Regions from separate parts of the Mus musculus genome. Here regions 1 and 2 are each linked to region 3. A link is a contact called in public HiChIP or PLAC-seq data. All regions are on one chromosome and are shown on one strand. The core of a region is the stretch at or near the end of the contact, and the rest is flanking DNA. Distances in the headings are between cores, read along the strand shown. Region 1 overlaps Arhgap35 (Rho GTPase activating protein 35). Region 2 holds the start of Ceacam9 (carcinoembryonic antigen-related cell adhesion molecule 9). Region 3 holds the start of Bbc3 (BCL2 binding component 3).

What was found. HiChIP or PLAC-seq counts read pairs in DNA pulled down with a chosen protein or histone mark.
Region 1: a FOXA1 HiChIP or PLAC-seq map of pancreatic cancer cells shows a contact between it and region 3. The contact joins the enhancer-like site here to the promoter of Bbc3 in region 3. A contact is called at or near these places in 3 of 39 promoter capture datasets (hippocampal neurons and liver) and 2 of 115 datasets of contacts at active chromatin or transcription factors (microglia and pancreatic cancer cells).
Region 2: an H3K4me3 HiChIP or PLAC-seq map of embryonic stem cells shows a contact between it and region 3, with 6 times the contacts expected there. The contact joins the promoter of Ceacam9 here to the promoter of Bbc3 in region 3. A contact is called at or near these places in 1 of 39 promoter capture datasets (liver) and 4 of 115 datasets of contacts at active chromatin or transcription factors (bone marrow-derived macrophages, embryonic stem cells and pancreatic cancer cells).

Annotation. Positions count from the first base shown.
Region 1 is chr7:16,585,101-16,587,900 of GRCm38.p6, forward strand. All of the region lies in intron 1 of Arhgap35 (Rho GTPase activating protein 35), which reads right to left. Among named protein-coding and RNA genes, the nearest start is that of Gm29443, 27 kb to the right of the region's middle. Within about 2 kb of position 1,546, at least 16 of the 459 cell types and tissues checked have an H3K27ac peak or open chromatin away from gene starts, as enhancers often do. A contact at or near this core is called in pancreatic cancer cells, where this site is marked.
Region 2 is chr7:16,720,548-16,723,422 of GRCm38.p6, forward strand. Ceacam9 (carcinoembryonic antigen-related cell adhesion molecule 9) reads left to right here and starts at 1,382. Exons shown (of 3, transcript NM_011927.4): 1 at 1,382-1,483. The coding sequence starts at 1,423.
Region 3 is chr7:16,308,162-16,310,861 of GRCm38.p6, forward strand. Bbc3 (BCL2 binding component 3) reads left to right here and starts at 1,422. Exons shown (of 4, transcript NM_133234.2): 1 at 1,422-1,700.

The sequences.
Region 1 (2,800 bases), core at 296-2,795, 280 kb after region 3:
ACTCTTTTACTTATCTTCCTTCATTCATCCACCCAACCACTCCATACATTACCATAAAGCACACCCAATAGTACCAACATGGTATTAGGCACTAACACCAGCAATAAGCTTAGAATATATGCCCTTAGGAAGCTTAGAGTTTAGCAAAGAGAAATAGACAATACAAAATAGACATAATTCAGATAAGTTGTACCAAACAGGGTAAGAGCTTCAGTGAGTGAGAGAGCAGTACAATGTTAGAAAAGATGGTCATAGGGCAAAATGAATCATCGATTAAGAGTCCTTGCTACTGGGCCAATGACCTGAGTTCTTCCCCAGGGTCCACACCATGGAGAGAACGAACGTTTACAAAATTTTCTCTGACCTCCACAGGTATGCTGTGACATACACACAAGTACAAAAAAAGTACACAAAATCTGAGGGGAAAAAATAATGAGAACAGGTCTCAGTGTAAGTGCTGAGAGTGAAGTTATCGAGGAGAGAGAGAGAGAGAGAGACAAACAGACAGACAGACAGGCAGGCAGAAAGAGACAGAGAAATGCTGTAGGAGGCTGCCAGGTGAACACTCCAGCGAAAACAGAGCAACTATAGAGGTCCTAATATCAAGAATTATTTTTCACTTAATTCCAGGAGAGTCATCTAGCTCCCATTTAACCTCAGCATGGCACACAGTACCTGGCTCAATAAATATCTGCTAAATGGAGTGAGTTTATACCTAAAAAATAAATAAATAAAACAAAACAAAATGGGCAAGAACATGGCTTGATAGAGTACATGCCTAGCATGTGTAAGGCTCTGGGTTTAACCCCAGCTCAAAAGACCAAAGCAAAACCAGTGTGTCCAGTACTTAGGAGATGGAGGCAGAAGGATCGAAAGTTAAACTGCAACCTGGGCTACACAAGACTGTCCCTCTTTTGTTTTGTTTTGTTTGAAACAGGGTCTTTGTGTGTAGCCTGACTGTCCTGGAGCTGGCTCTGTAGACCAGGCTGGCCTCAAACTCACACTGCCTGCCTCTGCCTCCTTGAGTGCTGGGATAAAGGTGTGTGCTACCTTTGTGGTTTGTTTGTTTTTGCTCTTGGAAATAGAATCTCTTCCATCAGTCCTAGCTGTCTTGGGACCTTGGGACATGCTGTATAGAGCAGGTTGCCTCTTGGGTGCTAGGATTAAAGGCCCAGCTGTTTTTTGTTTGTTTTACAATAAAAAAAATTCAGCTTGTATGGAAAATAGGAAATAAGATTTCATTATTTATTATTTATGTATGCTAATCACTTGCCTCATTCCATAAGCTTATCAGTTAAAAACTGCAGTTGGTAATTTCCTTCAGCTCCATTACCAAGCCCTAGTAAAGCTCATCCTACTGTGATGCCCGCTCCTGGTCTGCCCTCGCCACGGCATAGATGCCCACAACAACCAGCCTCCTGGCCAGTGCCAAGTGTTCCTCCCAACCACTCTCCAACTATTCTTTACAGACAACCACTATACCCACTGACTCCTTCAAAGTCACTGCACCTCTGTTCCACAGTTGCAATGTACTCAGCATGAAGGAATGCTTCCCTTGCCCATCCCCACCACACAATATGCATCACCCAAGCACCTACAGCAGTGATTCTCAACCTTCCTAAACGCAGAGACCCTTTAATACAGCTCTTCATGTTGTGGTAACCCCAACCATAAAATTATTTTCGTTGCTACTTTATAATTGTTATTTGCACTGCTATGAATCATAATGTAAATATTTTTGAGGTTTGCCAAAGGGGTCACAACCCACAGGTTGAGAACACTAACCCACAGCATTCAGTATGCCACACCTGCTACTATAATAGAAAATGGTAGAAGCCTACAAATTACATTTCCTATATTCATCTCCCACTTGGCTCCAATTAGGTTCTGCCAATGGATGATGGAAACCGATGGTAAAAGATGGCTATGTAGCTGGTCTGTCTCCAGCAGCAAGGACAGTGAAACAATGCGGAGGAATGTAGGCAAGTGCTCAACACAGGCCCCAGCAGCAGCAAAGCTGACTGTGACCATGACAGCAGACGCCTTCAGTTGTGCACAGTTTATTGGCTTTTAGTAACTAACATCCCTTTCCTCCTTTCTAATACTCTATAGTAAAGCTTTAGTGTTTAATACTCTTCTGTCCACATTACCTATAGCTGTTTCTACTTTCCTGTTTAGAAACAAAGAAATAACAACAGCTACTGGGTGTGACAGTATATGCCTCTCTGAATTCAAGGACATCCCTGGTCTACAAAGCCAGTACCAGGATAGCCAGGGCTACATAGAGAAAAAACAAACAACAACAATGAAATAAAACCAGCACTACTAAGTAGTAAAACTGAATATAAAAGTGTAAAATGTAGTTTTCAACGATCATTATTTTGGGTATCCCAAAAATGAACTTCAGAAACTTTCTCTCTAGGAATATTCCAATGAAGGCCTGAACTTAAGTTGCTGGGTTAGCGATGGTGAGAAGGCTCAGCATGTGAAGATGATCCTCAAAAAAGGCTGATGACCCGAGTTCTACCGCTAGGACCAGAAAATTAACTCCAGGAGTTGTTCTCTGATCTCCACATATGTGTTGTGACACTACCCCAAGCCCCACAAACAAAGAAATTAATATAAAAGCCTAGGTTTAGCTGCTCTTTTTGTTATTTTGAGACAAACCCTGTAAACTCTCAGTCCACCTCCCTCGGCTTCCCAAATATAGTTGGTGTACAAGAACGGACGGCAGCTCCAGTTCTTGCTGCAGTTTATAGAGGCAGATGATACAGCATATCTCCAGGGCTAAATCAAGCAT
Region 2 (2,875 bases), core at 132-2,631, 410 kb after region 3:
GAATCAGTTTCATGGTGGTCAAAAGAGAAACATTTTTCTCTACTTACTAACTGCTGTCCTTGCTTAGTCTAGTATCCGATGTCCATCGGGCTGAGTCAGATGACCCCTTCTGGGTACAGTGACTCTTTCCTGTTGCTTAATGAATTTTTCTCTTGTGTGACCTGAGTGCAAGGCCAGGACTCCCAAGCTCACCTCCAGTGTGTCTAATCTAGATGGGTGCACAAGGGAGGGGCTCAGGAACTGGGGTTCCTTTGTGGGAGCAGGTAACTAGACAGGGCCTTCCCGGTGCTTAAGAAGGCGAATAGTAGCCAAGAAAGCCAAATCCATCTGGAGAGATGGCTCAGTGGTTAAGAGAAACGACTGCTCTACCAGAGGTCCTGAGTTCAATTCCCAGCAACCACAGGGTGGCTCACAGCTATCTGTCATGGGATCTGATGCCCTCTTCTGGTGTGGCTGAAGACAGCAACAGTGTACTCATATGAATAAAAGAAATAAAACAAATTTTAAAAAGAAAAGAAAAAAAGAAAGTCAAATCCTGGAAGCGGGCTTCTTTGGGGCAGCCATCTTTCATTCCCTCCCTACCTTACACCTCCCCTGTCACCTGCACCAGGACAAATGAACGAACAGCTGACCAATTATCACCTAAGAAGAAGCAGGGGCTGCCAGCTTGAGCCTCCACCAAGATTCCCCAGTGTGACCCTGGAGACCTGCACAACTAGAAGTCACATGAACCAGAGCCCTAGGGACTGGGTAGAGCTTGAGATCTGGATGTCAATCAGAGAGATGCATGAGCTGTAAAAATTAAAAATAAATAAAACCTCAATGATTTTGCAGAGAATGCTGGGGAGCTGGGACAGTTGCCCTCTCCCGTGTCACAGGCAGTGGGAGGAATGGGTAAGCAGTTTTGGAGGAGGAGAGTTGTCTGAGGGGCCCAGGTGGTCAGGACTCACTTCCTGATCGAGTGGTTGTTCCCAGGTGCAAAAGGGGGAGAGAAATGCAGAACTTCAGAAATAGGGCAAATGGCAGCCATTCAGGCTATGGAGACCCAATAAAGTAAAAATGCTGGGACTAAAATTGAGTTTGGGAGGGAGGCAGAAGAAGATGAAATCCATTCATGACTTTTCTTAATATTGGAAGGTCTTCGACCATTATTTATAACATAAGAATTTCTGAATGCATTATTACAAAAAAAAAAAAAAAAAAAAAAACCTTAAAGAATGAATGGGTTTAGAGACAGTTGGGGTGGGGGAGGGAAAAGAAGAAGGGACAGACCTCCAGCAAGAAGAGTTGACGCAGATCACAGATCATAGCCTTGGGCAGATTCCCTGCACACAGCCCATGAGACTCTGGGAGATGCCCCTGGGGTAAGGACAGGAGAAATAAGAGGGAAGGATCCACAGGGCAGACACCAGGACAGCACACATGGGAGCAGAGACCATGGAGTCCCCTTCTCTGTTTCTCTGCAAAGGGCTCCTGCTCACAGGTGAGGCCAGCCCTGGAGTGGTGTGGGGAGGATGCTCTGACAGGAAGGGACTCTGGGAGGACCCTCTGCTTCAGGTTGAGAGGGGAGGACACGGAGGGACCCAGGCTGCTCAGGTGGATGCTCTCAGGGAGCAAGGAGTGCTCAGAGGGGAGGAAAAGCCAGATCCCTCTTTATTTAAAGTTACCAGTGCCAACAGGACACATGGCTGTGCCCTGACTCTTGGAGTCCTCACAGGAGTGGCCATCATAATGGGGGTTTGCTCCCCACCAGAGATTTCCCAGGGCACAGCACACAGAGGACCACAAATGCCCTGGGTCAGATCCAGGCTCCAGTGTTTGTACCCATCAAGGGCTCTGGAATGGGGGTCAGGGCCTTGATGCTGAGCTGTGAGGTGTGCTTGGGAGGGAGTGCAGGGGACAGGGCTGTGCTGGGGCTTTTGACACAGAAAAGACAGGCAATGGGGGTGGAGAGAGGGTGGAGAAGGGCCTGGGACTCTACAGAGGACATGGCAGTCTCCTCCCTCTGAGGAGGAAGAGCTGGCAGCAGGGCACAGAGGAAATGTTGGGACAAAAGAGGAGGTGGCCCTGGAGAGATTCTCTTGATGGGAAGAGAGAAGTGAGCTGCAATCCAGGACTCAGACAAGGCTCTCTGTGAGGCTGCAGGATTTATGCAGTGTGAGAGAGGATGGGTGTGTGTGGTTGGGAAGGGGAAAGCAGGAAAGCAGGATTGATTCTCACTGTGGGGAAGTGAGGAATCCGCGGGGAAGCTGCGGAGGAAGGGTGCCTTAGTGCCTTCAGTGGGTGAGCAGGGGGTGCCTTAACCTGTGAAGATGGAGGTTGCATGTTCCTAGGTGCCTGGCACTCTCAGGAGTCAGAACACCTAGGAAGGACAGTGTCTTAGGAACTGGGACAGGCTGTTCCTCTCTTCATACAGCTTCAGGGAACCCAGAATCTACTGGAAGGGCAGCTTGGGAGATAGGGAGTTAGCTACCTGCTGACAACTACACACACACACACACACACACACACACACACACACACACACATGCTCACGCGCACACATACACATGCACACTGTAAGCCCCTAGACACCCCCAGCCCTGCAATTCATTCATTCATTCATTCATTCATTCATTCTTCCACAGAAGTCTGAGCCTTTCTCAGGCACATGGCCTTCCCAAAGCCCTTTCCCTAGGCCCTGTCCTCATGGACTGGAAGACGGGGCATGAGAGCTTTTAGAAAACACAGCAAGGGGTTGATTGCAAACACAGAGAACAGAACAACGGCATTTGGTAGTGATGACCCAGCGTCTCTGGAGAAGGCCAAGGAAGGCATCCCCAAGCTCAGTGTATTCTTGCAGAGTGAGTGGGGAGCCACGAGCCACGCAGACAAG
Region 3 (2,700 bases), core at 172-2,671:
GGACAGTGGTGGTGCATGCCTTTAATCCCAGCACTTGGGAGGCAAAGGCAGGTAGATTTCTGAGTTTGAGGCCAGCCTGGTCTACAAACTGAGTTCCAGGACATCCAGGGCTACACAGAGAAACCCTGTCTTGAAAAACCAAAAAAGAAAAAAAAAAAAAGGGGGGGGCCTGGAACTCACTATGTAACTCAGACAGACTCCAACCTTGCAACCACATTCCTGCTTTATCCTCTGGAAGTGCTGGGAAGACAGGTGTAAGTGACTATGTTTATTTCTTTAACAAGTGTCTTATCTCACATGGCTGTGTGACACCCTTTCACAGCGGGCCCAGTGCTGGGCACCCATAGGTAAGTAATATACTCAGTAAGTTTGGTGACAGTTTGGGTGAGACAGAGAGTCTGTCAAGTGCCGTGAGAGATGTCTACGGCTTGGGAGGAGGAAGGGTCACTGTTTCAAAAGGGAAGGGAAATAAATGACTTTTAGAAAAGGGAAAGGAAACAGAAACAACAGACAGGATGAAATAGGGTGCAGGGGGCTGCCCGGGCATGTCTGTGCCAGGAGCACAGGGCTGCCTCTTCCCCATTTGTCCAGTGCCAGATGGGTATTACGCCAGGCGGGCCAGGTGTTTAAGTTCACGAGTGTAACCCGCCATCAAGCCATTTAGCAGGAACCTGTCTCAGGAGTGACTTTGTGAGCACAGGTCTGGGCTCAGTTTCTTCTGTATGTGACTGGCATGTTTTGTAGGGTCAGCCAGTGCAGTCTAGTGGCTGTGCTTCAGCTATTGCGGGTGTCAGCCTGAGAGTGCTATTTGGATTGGAGTGTGTGTCCCTCTGAACCTGCCAGGAAGTTGTTCTGAGAAGGGGTCAGCCTTTAGTGTAGTGTGAATGCCCTAGGCATCTGGGGACACGGGTTTGTGCGTCGGAGACTGTTTGAATATTGTTTGTGCAACTACGTTTTGGGTTGTCACTGTCTGTGTGTGACCCAGTGAGCCAGTAAGTAAGATAATCTGGATGTCTGGGTCTGTGTGAGCTCGTGTGTCCAGGCCCTTGTCCTGATGTGTATCTGTGCCTCTGGTCTGACTTTGTGTCCCTGTGGCTCAGTCATCACTGACTCAGTGCACCCTGGCGTGCCAGTCCGTTAGTCTGAGCGTACTCCTCAGGTGTGGGTGTGGGTCCCAGTCAGTGTGTCAGTGTGTCAAGCGTGTGTCCGGACACCCTAGGTCTGGGCTGTCCCCACGCTGCTCCTCCTGCCTGGACCAGGCCTCGCCCCGCCCCTCTGGCTGCCGGGAAACCCCCCGCGCCGAGGTAGGGGGCGCGGCGCCCGACTGCAAGCCCCGACTTGTCCCCAGCCGCGGGCGGGGCCCTGGCGTCACGCGGGGGCGGGGCGTGGGAGCCAGCGAGAGGCGGGGCGGGGCGGCCGCCGAGCGAGCGGGGCCCGGGGATCTGCCGGGAGGCCTGAGACGCGGCATAGAGCCACATGCGAGCGGGGAGCCCAGGAGGCGGCGGCGACACCAGCAAGCAAGCAGCAGCAGCGGTGATCCGGACACGAAGACTCCAGAAGCAGCAGCAGTCACTGCAGTTAGAGCAGCAGGAGCAGCAGCAAGGTGCCTCAATAGCAACCCACTCGGCGGGCGAGCCCTCCAGAAGGCAACCGCCCGCCACCCCATCGCCTCCTTTCTCCGGAGTGTTCATGCCCCCGGGGTGAGTGAGCACCCCGATTCCCGAAGCTGCTTACGAGCGGCAAGGCCCGGAGGGCTCCCTGGAGGAGGTGACGGGGTGCACGGGCCGATAGGACGGTCGCCTTGCATTCCCGCAGCTTGTGCCCCAGCTTTCATCACTGGGACTAAGGCTGGGCCAGGCGGGCGGGAAGGAAGCACCTGGGACTCAGGGCGCCCTGTCTGGGCGCACAGGTGCCACAGCGGTCTGGCGGGTTTGTTTACAAACAATGGGGTTCGGGCTCGCCCGCGCCCCCTGGTGGCTAGTGAGACCTGGGAGGAGCGTGGCCCCGGGCTCGCTCGAGTCCCCCGAGTCCCACTGCGGGAGGGTTGGGGTGGGGGGTGGCACCGAGGATCGGCCACACCCAGAGCGCGCGCCCGCCGGGGGCGGCGACAGGGGGCGGCGGAGGCTGTGGCTCCCGCGGGCGGGGGCTGCGCCCCAGCAACAGCCGGTTATTGGCCCCGCGCGCGCTGGGCGGGCGGGGCGGGCGCACGTGGCGGCGTCGAGGGGGGGGGCTGTGACAGCGGAGGGGCGGCGGGGACCGCGCGTGCGGGGCTGTGGATCTGCAGGTGTCTCGCCTGGGTGTGTGTGCTCGTGTTTGGCTCCCGAGTTTGTATCCCTACACCGAGATGTTGGCGTTTGTCACCCGGAGGGGTGTCTGCGTGAGTCCTTGCCCGCGTGTCTGCGGGGTGGGGTGCACCTGTCCGTTTACGGGTGTGGGTGGCCACCCCCCAAACCAGAGTTGTATACGTGTGCTCTTAAGGGGTGAAAAGGGGATCTGTATCTGTCGCTTGCCTGGTAGTGTTGGTGGTGGTGGTGCGGACGACCGGGGCACTTGAGCTGTGTTTGTGTGTCGCTTGAGTGAGCTGTGTTGCTGTGCAGGGGTCTCGCCCAAGTGTGCGCTGCGTGTGTGTGTGTGTGTGTGTGTGTGTGTGTGTGTGTGTGTGTATGCGCGCGCGCGCGTGCTGTCTCTGGGTGTCTCCAA